3 separate regions of the Mus musculus genome follow, and regions 1 and 3 are each linked to region 2. The links are chromatin contacts, called in public Hi-C and HiChIP or PLAC-seq maps. All regions are on one chromosome and are shown on one strand. Each heading gives the region's core, a stretch centred on a gene start, on an enhancer-like site or on the middle of the called end of the contact. The rest is flanking DNA. Distances are from core to core; before and after follow the strand shown. Region 1 overlaps Gm34636 (a long non-coding RNA gene). Region 2 holds the start of Got1 (glutamic-oxaloacetic transaminase 1, soluble). Region 3 has its middle 10 kb from the start of Gm34636.

Region 1 (2,700 bases), core at 129-2,628, 36 kb after region 2:
TTTTCTGGCCTCACATTGACTGCCTGCCACTGTTTACATCTCGATGCAAGAAGCTCACATACATCAGAAAGAGCGCTAGACAGATGGAGGCAGGGGGAGTTTTCAAGCCAGCTTCATCTTCCTGCTCTATAACTTCCTAGACACACAAAGGTTACTCTCTTTTCCGAGGCAGATATCACAAGCTAGCCTTGATCTTACTAACCTCCTCTGCCTCAGCATCCTGAGTGCTCCCCTCATGCCACCTCCTGCTCATTTGTCTTCTTCACTTATCTTCTCTTTGGCCTTGGATACAGGAGAACGCCTTCATTGCCTTTTTTACTGAGCAGTTAAGCTCCAAGGAACCTACATGAGACCAAGATCCCCGAACTCTGTGGCCATGTAGGGGTGACATCCACATTATCCCAAGATGGCTCTAGACATTTCCGCAGCCCAGACTTGTTCTTGCTCTGTACTTTTCTAGCCACTCTGGTCCCTTCTGTGTGATCCTTGTACCCGTGCTTCAGAAACGGTCACAGGAGGCAAAAAATGAAGATTTGCATTGATGATCAACTGTCATGTCATTGAGGATGGGAGAGGAGTCATATTTTTAAAGATTTATTTTTCTTAAAGTTATACGTATGTGCACATGTCCACGTTTGTGCATGTGTCTGTATATGAGACCCTTGAAGCTGGAATAACACGTGGCCGTGAGCCACTGACATGGGTGCTGCTCGGGACCCAATGTATCTGTGTGCCTAACCACTGAGCCATCTGTCCAGCTTTGAGAGGTCACATGTTTATTCCCACGTATTTCTACCTCTTAGATCCTTGATTGCCTGTATCTGCTGTCTTCATTAAGGGAACTCTGAGCCTCTCTCTCATACTTGCCTCATGAACACATCACCTACAAAAGCAGGCCAAGCAGGAAAGGGAAGCTAATTTTGTTTTTAGCATCTGATTCATTGGTTGCTTGGAGTGCTGTATTAAGAGCATGGCTCAGTGGAAAAGAATGCGGTGATGGATTAGAGATGTCTGCCACAGGCACACAGTGGGAACAGAAGCTTGAATGCTGCCACTGGCTGTGCAGCTTAGAGATTCAAAAGTAGTCAATTCTAAAACTTCCAACAGTTATCAAAAGCTGGAAGTTTTCAGAAGATTCAAATGTTGAAGTTCCTTTTCTCAGAGACTTGGACCCCTGAGGCAATTACAAAATCAGTTAATAATGGTTCGTGTCTTAAGTTTGATAGCATGAAGGCCCAACTCCCTATCTATGGTTGGGTTGACTGGGTTAACTGAAAGTCAAGTCTCTTTCCTTTTGAATAGAATGGTATCAGCTCCATTCACTGGCCCTGGGTGTATCAGACCAGTCATTATGATTTACATTTGCTGACATCACAGAAATTTCTGGAATGTTATTGGTCATCCTAACAGTCCAGCATGCCCATTGAATTGAGAACTATAGACAGGAACAGAGGCTGACAACCTAAGATAAATGACTGATTGCAGAAACACATTTGAAAAAGAACCCATCCGGTGGTGGCTGGGAACCACTGCTCTCCTGATACATAGTGTCAGCAACTCAGATCCCACCCACGTTAAAAACTCTAGAGGCCTTTCGATCTGGGTGTGTGCGCCCTGATTTCACTTCAAAGCGCCTCTTTTGGTTTTAGGGTGAGTTACTTTGACAGTTGTTTTTAAAAAAAAAAAAAGAAACAAACAAAAAAAAAGATAGTTTCATTAAATAATTATCTCTTTGCTGTGGAATTCTAAAGACGTCCTGAAGCACTGTAGAATGCAGTGTGTTTGGGCTTTTAGAAATGTATTCTGCTGCTTCAGAGGCTCTGTGTGCTACAAAGCAGAACCCAAGGGGGATTGCCATGGCTGCTCTTGGGCAAGAAGCTTCCTGGCTGAATGGAGGCTATTTCATTCTGACTATTTATTTATTTATTTATTTAATGTATCTGAGTACACTGTAGCTGTCCTCAAACACACCAGAAGAGGGCATCAGATCAGATCCCATCACAGATGGTTGTGAGCCACCACGTGGTTGCTGGGAATTGAACGCAGGACCTTTGGCAGAGCAGTCAGTGCTCTTAACCGCTGAGCCATCTTTCCAGCCCGACCTCTTGTCTTATTGTGCCTCCACATAAAGCTACACACAGCAGTAAAAGACCTAGAGATTAAACATTCTTAGAATTCCTCATGTGGTATCTAGCTCTCCTAGAGTTTCTTGAAAACCCATTGTTTGCTTCTCTGTTCCAGGCTTTCCTTGCAATTGAATATTATTATTGATCACAATGTTATTATCGATTGCAACATTATTATCAATTGCAATATTATTATCAAATGGTAGCCATTGCAAAACCCTGATCTACCTTCCATTCTTACTTTTTCTGTGAAAGATTAACCCCTACCCCTCCTTATGACATCAGAGTTGTTCTAAATGTGTCCCTCTCAAGAGCTAGATGCGCCACAGAAAATGAAGCAGATGGAGAGGCTGGCTGGATGTAGATACACTGAGTGAACTCAGCAAGCATTGCAGACGGCATCCCTCTCAGAACGCTGGCAGGGATGTTGGCCTGCAATGGGTAGAGAGGAACTCCGCTATCAAAAACCTGCTCTGAATTGGCTTATCCCACCAGACATCCTTAACTTTGATGTCTTTCCCTTCCTATTAAATGTCACTGAGAGTCTATGTGAGGAAACCCCCATCTCTTGTGT
Region 2 (2,795 bases), core at 231-2,730:
TATATTTGCACATCCTCTCTAAGAACCTAGATGAAAGAGAGCGAGCGAGCGAGAGAGAGAGAGAGAGAGAGACAGAGAGACAGAGAGACAGAGACACTAGGGCTATATTTGCACATCCTCTCTAAGAACCTAGATGAAAGAGAGCGAGAGAGAGAGAGAGAGACAGAGACAGAGAGACAGAGACACTAGGGCTATATTTGCACATCCTCTCTAAGAACCTAGATGAAAGAGAGCGAGCGAGCGAGCGAGCGAGAGAGAGAGAGACAGAGACAGAGAGACAGAGACACTAGGGCTATATTTGCACATCCTCTCTAAGAACCTAGATGAAAGAGAGCCAGCGAGCGAGAGAGAGACAGAGACAGAGAGACAGAGACACTAGGGCTATATTTGCACATCCTCTCTAAGAACCTAGATTCTGAATCCCCTTAACGTCACCCTCTGCTTCAAAACAACTCCATTTCTTCTTTCTAACCTTCTAGCGCTTTCAGTTCCGGTTGGTTCCCTGCTGAGAGCATCAGTCTGCTCACTCTTCTCTCCTCGGCTGGCCTCTGCACGTGGCCAAATGCACACCAAGCTCTGTAGAGCTTCAAACATCCAAACAGTGATGACGAAGTCGCCGGAGGCTCGAGTTAAAGGGCTTTAGAAACTACAACACAAACGACCTTGGCAGAAGGCTAACTTGGTTCAAGGCAAATGATCAAGAAATGAAGACCCAGATGTGTGTGGCCTGAGATGCATGGGCTTCGCCTCATCTGCTCCACTCTGAGAATAAACCAAACCTACATCTTCCCCATGTGGGTTAACAGGCTTCCTAAGTGGCGTCTGCTACTCGCTCAACCCGGACTACAGCTCCATTAGGCTAACAGCTCTTTCATTCCCAGTTCCAGTTGACCACGAGACGCTAAAGCTACCATACTTCTCTCTCCTTACCATCCCCATCGTTGCTTTAGAACAAGTACTATAAAGAACACTGGGTGGAGAAACAAAAACAACATTTGTGTCCCAGATGTTACACCTGTTCTGCGTGACCTTGAACACCCCCTCTTTCCAAGGACTCTGTATCGCCATCTGCAAAATGGGTAGGTTGGTGATGTCCTCGTGGTCCCAACCTTCTCTCCTCGGGCTCCTCTCAGGGAGACACAAACTAAATCTCAGCTCCTCCTACGCCCACCTCCCCCCAGGCTGCTCGCATTCCAAGGCACTGCATCCTTACCTCCCACGCCGAGGTTAACCTTGCGGGGATCTGGATCATCCCGGAAGTCCGCAGTGAGCTTAAAGACCAGAACCGGAGGAGCTTGCGGAACCTGGGCAAAGACTGATGGAGGCGCCATCGCGACAGAATGTGCCGAGACCTCGAGAACGAGCCGGGAGCAGCTCTGTGCGGTGCGGGGTCCGGTGACTGGAGGAGACTCTCACCTTCGCCGGCGGGCGGGGCAGCCCGCGGCTTCCAATGGTCGAGCCGCGTCCGGAGCTTGGCAACGCGCTTAACCAATCACAACCTTCCGACTAAGAAGGGTTAGGCGGGGCAAGCCTCTACTAGCCAATTCGAGAAGAGGATCTTATCGGAGGCTTGTATGATGCAACCAATGCAATGTACACCGGAGGAGGTGTGGGCAGAGGCTAGGATGATTGGCGTAGCGTGTTCCAATCGCTGAGGCTTTTATTCCTTGGGGTGATGAGGATGGTGCGGGTGGCGGGAGTCCCCAGAGGACAACCTCCTGACCTTCTGGGGCCTGGAGACCTGGGGCGGTGGCCCGCCCGTGGGGAAAGCAGAGAACAGGTCTTTCTGTACCCGCTGAGCAGGTGACTGTCGCCGCCAGGCTCCGGCGGTGCGCACGTTCCTGCGTTGGCCAGGCCCGGCTGACAGCCAAGTGTCTGGCACAGGACTCTAGTGGTCCGCTTGGACACACTGTACCCAATCGTGGGTGACCTTGACTGTCTCCACTCAGTGCTTCCCCAGAAAGAAACCTGGATGTGTTGTCTTCCTTGATCGCTGGCAGGGGAGACCCTGCAGAAAGTAAGGGATGAGCACATACTAGCTTGAGAATTTTAACACCAACCCCCAGCCCCGGTAGATAACCGGGGCCGGGAAAGCCTAGCCCTAAAGGACCTTGAAGGATCTAGCGAAGCCTCTCTCTGCAGCATTCCTCCCACGCGTGCTGTCATCATCGATTGGCACACACCCAAACTGCTGCTTCTTTCTGTCAGGTCAGGCTGCTCCTTCCCCTGAGAGTCTATTTCTGTCCAGATCCTTTCTCCACCTGTTGACCTTGAAGATTTCACATCTGTCAGCCATCCATAAAACCTCTTAACACGCTGTTTGGTTAGACATCTCTCTTTCCTGTACTTGGGCGTTTTGTTGTCGACGTTACAAGTTTAGAAAGCCTCCTGATGAGTAGGAACCTAACTCTGGAGCCAGGCAAGTTAGGTTTAGATGCCGGCTGACTCTGACCTACTTGGGCAGGCCTGTTCCTGCTCTGTAAGATGGAGATAATAGTGTTTTCCTCCAGGTTGTTGTGGGGATTAGGTGAGTTAAGACACATAAAGTGTTTAGTTGCATACAGTAAGTGCTCTCTAAATACTAGCTTTGTTATGGCGCAGGGTCCACACCCCCTCCTAGATGGCATGATGCTTTGCCTGGGATCTGGCAAACCTCCCTCCGTTTCTTCCACTACATATTCACCCAATGCTGGAAGGCGCCAATTCCTTGGTATTTTGCGAGAAAACAGCATCATGGCTTCCTTTGGGTAACATGATAAATCTTCACGAGTTTTCGGTTCAGAGGATAAACAAAA
Region 3 (2,700 bases), core at 9-2,508, 55 kb after region 2:
GCTACCTGAGACCGAATCTCAAAAAACTAACTAACTAAAGCAAAAGCAGATCTGAAAGTATAAAAGGACCTCTAGGGTCTAAAAAGGGTACCAAGGGAGGGAAGAGAGGGGCTATAGAAAGAAGGGCAAATGGAAATGATCAACGCATGATATATGCATATATGGAAATATCACAGTAGAGTCCATTAATCTATACAATTAATATATGCTAATAATATATAAAAACATAATAAATACATTTATTTATTTAAAAGATTATATAAATATAATAATATAATTAAAATGGTCTCTTAAAATAAGTATATGAGGAAGTAGATACATTAGTTAGCTCTATCAAACCGTTCTACATTGGGTATATATAAATCTTTTTTCCTTTTTATTAAATTTATTTATTTATTCACTTTACATTCCAACATCAGCCTCCCCTACATCTCCCTCATGCAGATTCTTTTTTTCTTTTTTTTTTTTTTTTTGAAGATTTATTTATTTATTATATGTAAGTACACTGTAGCTGTCTTCAGACACTCCAGAAGAGGGAGTCAGATCTTGTTACGGATGGTTGTGAGCCACCATGTGGTTGCTGGGATTTGAACTCTGGACCATCGGAAGAGCAGTCGGGTGCTCTAACCCACTGAGCCATCTCACCAGCCCTAGATTCTTTTTTTCAAATAAATTAATTAAAAACAAAATTAAAAGGGTGGTAAATGTATTTCCTTTTAGTACTTGGAATAAGTTACTCATCTTTGGGGATTCTTAGTAATACTCTTGTAAGTATGCTGATTAAAAAAAATATTTCGTTTATCATCTGAAACACAACTCCCACACCTAAGGCTCAGGGGTCACTGGGAAAGAGGAAGTGGAAAGATTGTAGGGACCAGAGGATCAGAGAGTTTGCCATGAGATGGTGTCTCTGGGAACGTTGGAAGCGACACCTATACAGTCTCTGCGACATGGCTGCCTAAATTTGAGCTCAGCAAGGACACAACGAAAGCCATGTAACATACATGGGGAAGCCCAGGACACCTCGACCCTACAAAATAGAGGCCATGCATTTAAAAGAGAGCAAGGAGGGATATACTGGAGGGTTCGGAGGGAGGAAAGGGGAGGGGGAGATGATGTAATTATATTTAAATTATATTTTTTAATGTCACTTTCCCCATATAATCATGACCCCATACAGTTTTGTGGCCTGGGATATGGCAATATACATGAAGCATCTCTTATCGTGCTTGGGACATAGTAGGTACTCAATAAACTGTGGCTGCCTGCTCAGGCATTTGCCCGATTAATCCTTCTGTGGTTGTTTTAAAGGATTTCGGTTCTATCCTCGTCTGGTTAATCATCCATGGCTGTTGGTCTTTTTCCCAGTTGCACTGCTGACTCACCATGCGACCTTCAGCAGAGCTCATGTCTTCTCTGAGCCTGGGTTTTTCATCAATAAAGCAGGGTTAGCGCCTGTCCAATACACTTCTCCGGTGGTTGTGAGGATAATTCGTGTGAAAGTACCATGAAATGCATAAAGTGCCCAGCAAATCTAAGGTATTACTAGGATTAAGTTCTCTGTGAATCATTCCCTCGGATGGAATGTCCATCACCCTGAGGCTGGGGTGAGGCTGAAGAGAAACTGGGTAACTTCACAGAAGTTGCTTGGACCCTCTGGAATGGCTCTCCGAGCTCTGTGGGTGCTTCTGTGGGAGTGACTGGTTTTGGACACCACCTGACTGTAAAGTGAAACTTCTTACAGTGATATTGCAATGGTAATGTGAGGTTAGAAAAGGAGAAGGAACAACCGGCCTCACTAAGTGTTTATCAGGCGACCACAGGAGCTATGTCATACGCACTACTGTAAAACTTAGCATAGCTTCTTGTTTTCTGGAGTTTGAAACTCTTTTTTTGTTTGTTTGTTTTTTGTTGTTGTTGTTTGTTTTGTTTTGTTTTTCGAGACAGGGTTTCTCTGTATAGCCCTGGCTGTCCTAGAACTCACTTTGTAGAACAGGCTGGCCTTGAACTCAGAAATCTGCCTGCCTCTGCCACCCGAGTGCTGGGATTAAAGTCGTGCAAGTGAGACCACACATACGGTTGAACACACATGTGAAAAAGGCTGCTCACCATCTTCAAACACGGCAGGTACCATTATCAGATGGTCACTGAGTCCACACGAGGACGTGCCTAAGCTCACCCACGTATCCATAGTCATGGCAGAGACCAACACTTCCTGCAGCCTCAGGGAAAGCCAAGGGTGGGGCAAAGCAGAAAAACGGCCTGAGCCTATAGTTAGTACATGCTTACACTAAACATGTTTAATGTAATTATGTTTTTTAAAAATGCAATGTGGGTAGTGGCAAAAATATTATGTTAGGGATGGAGGGCTAGCTCAGTTAGTAATGTCAGTTCCTAACCCCATGTAAAAATGGTGGGTGTTTGGTCATGATTATAAATCCCAGCACTGGGAAGGCTGAGACTGGAAGATCCCTAGCGCTCACTGGCCAGCTACCCTAGCCTGACTGGAGAGCTCCAGGCCAATGGGAGATCCTTCTGAGGATGACAGTCAAGGAGGTCTTCTGTCATCCACACACAGGCAACACCCACAAGGGGCAGGGGTTTGAGGTTTGATTACACGGTTAAGTCTCTGAATCGCCATCTGGGCATTAGGTGACGATTATACTCAGCATGGTCAGAGCCTCACAACTGCAGCCCTTA

What was found. Hi-C and Micro-C count contacts between places; a contact is called where the count stands out from the background. HiChIP or PLAC-seq counts read pairs in DNA pulled down with a chosen protein or histone mark.
Region 1: an HNF4G HiChIP or PLAC-seq map of pancreatic cancer cells shows a contact between it and region 2. The contact joins the enhancer-like site here to the promoter of Got1 in region 2. A contact is called at or near these places in 2 of 15 datasets of contacts at CTCF or cohesin (CD8 T cells and embryonic stem cells), 38 of 484 Hi-C or Micro-C datasets (3T3-L1-derived adipocytes, the AML12 cell line, the Ba/F3 cell line and 21 more), 10 of 115 datasets of contacts at active chromatin or transcription factors (CD8 T cells, the SCID.adh cell line, bone marrow-derived dendritic cells and 5 more) and 2 of 9 other capture datasets (adipose tissue and liver).
Region 3: a contact with region 2 is called in a Hi-C map of pre-megakaryocyte-erythroid progenitors, with 1.7 times the contacts expected there. The contact joins the enhancer-like site here to the promoter of Got1 in region 2. A contact is called at or near these places in 2 of 15 datasets of contacts at CTCF or cohesin (CD8 T cells and embryonic stem cells), 20 of 484 Hi-C or Micro-C datasets (3T3-L1-derived adipocytes, the AML12 cell line, the N1E-115 cell line and 10 more), 10 of 115 datasets of contacts at active chromatin or transcription factors (CD8 T cells, the SCID.adh cell line, bone marrow-derived dendritic cells and 5 more) and 2 of 9 other capture datasets (adipose tissue and liver).

What each region holds. Positions count from the first base shown.
Region 1 is chr19:43,559,508-43,562,207 of GRCm38.p6, forward strand. The region is part of intron 1 of Gm34636 (a long non-coding RNA gene); the gene reads right to left. Among named protein-coding and RNA genes, the nearest start is that of Gm34636, 8.1 kb to the right of the region's middle. Within about 2 kb of position 1,379, at least 24 of the 459 cell types and tissues checked have an H3K27ac peak or open chromatin away from gene starts, as enhancers often do. A contact at or near this core is called in the C2C12 cell line, the HL-1 cell line, embryonic fibroblasts and 2 more, where this site is marked.
Region 2 is chr19:43,523,125-43,525,919 of GRCm38.p6, forward strand. It overlaps Got1 (glutamic-oxaloacetic transaminase 1, soluble), which reads right to left and starts at 1,481. Exons shown (of 9, transcript NM_010324.2): 1 at 1,214-1,481. The coding sequence starts at 1,331.
Region 3 is chr19:43,577,868-43,580,567 of GRCm38.p6, forward strand. No RefSeq gene overlaps it. Among named protein-coding and RNA genes, the nearest start is that of Gm34636, 10 kb to the left of the region's middle. Within about 2 kb of position 1,259, at least 22 of the 459 cell types and tissues checked have an H3K27ac peak or open chromatin away from gene starts, as enhancers often do. A contact at or near this core is called in pancreatic cancer cells and pre-megakaryocyte-erythroid progenitors, where this site is marked.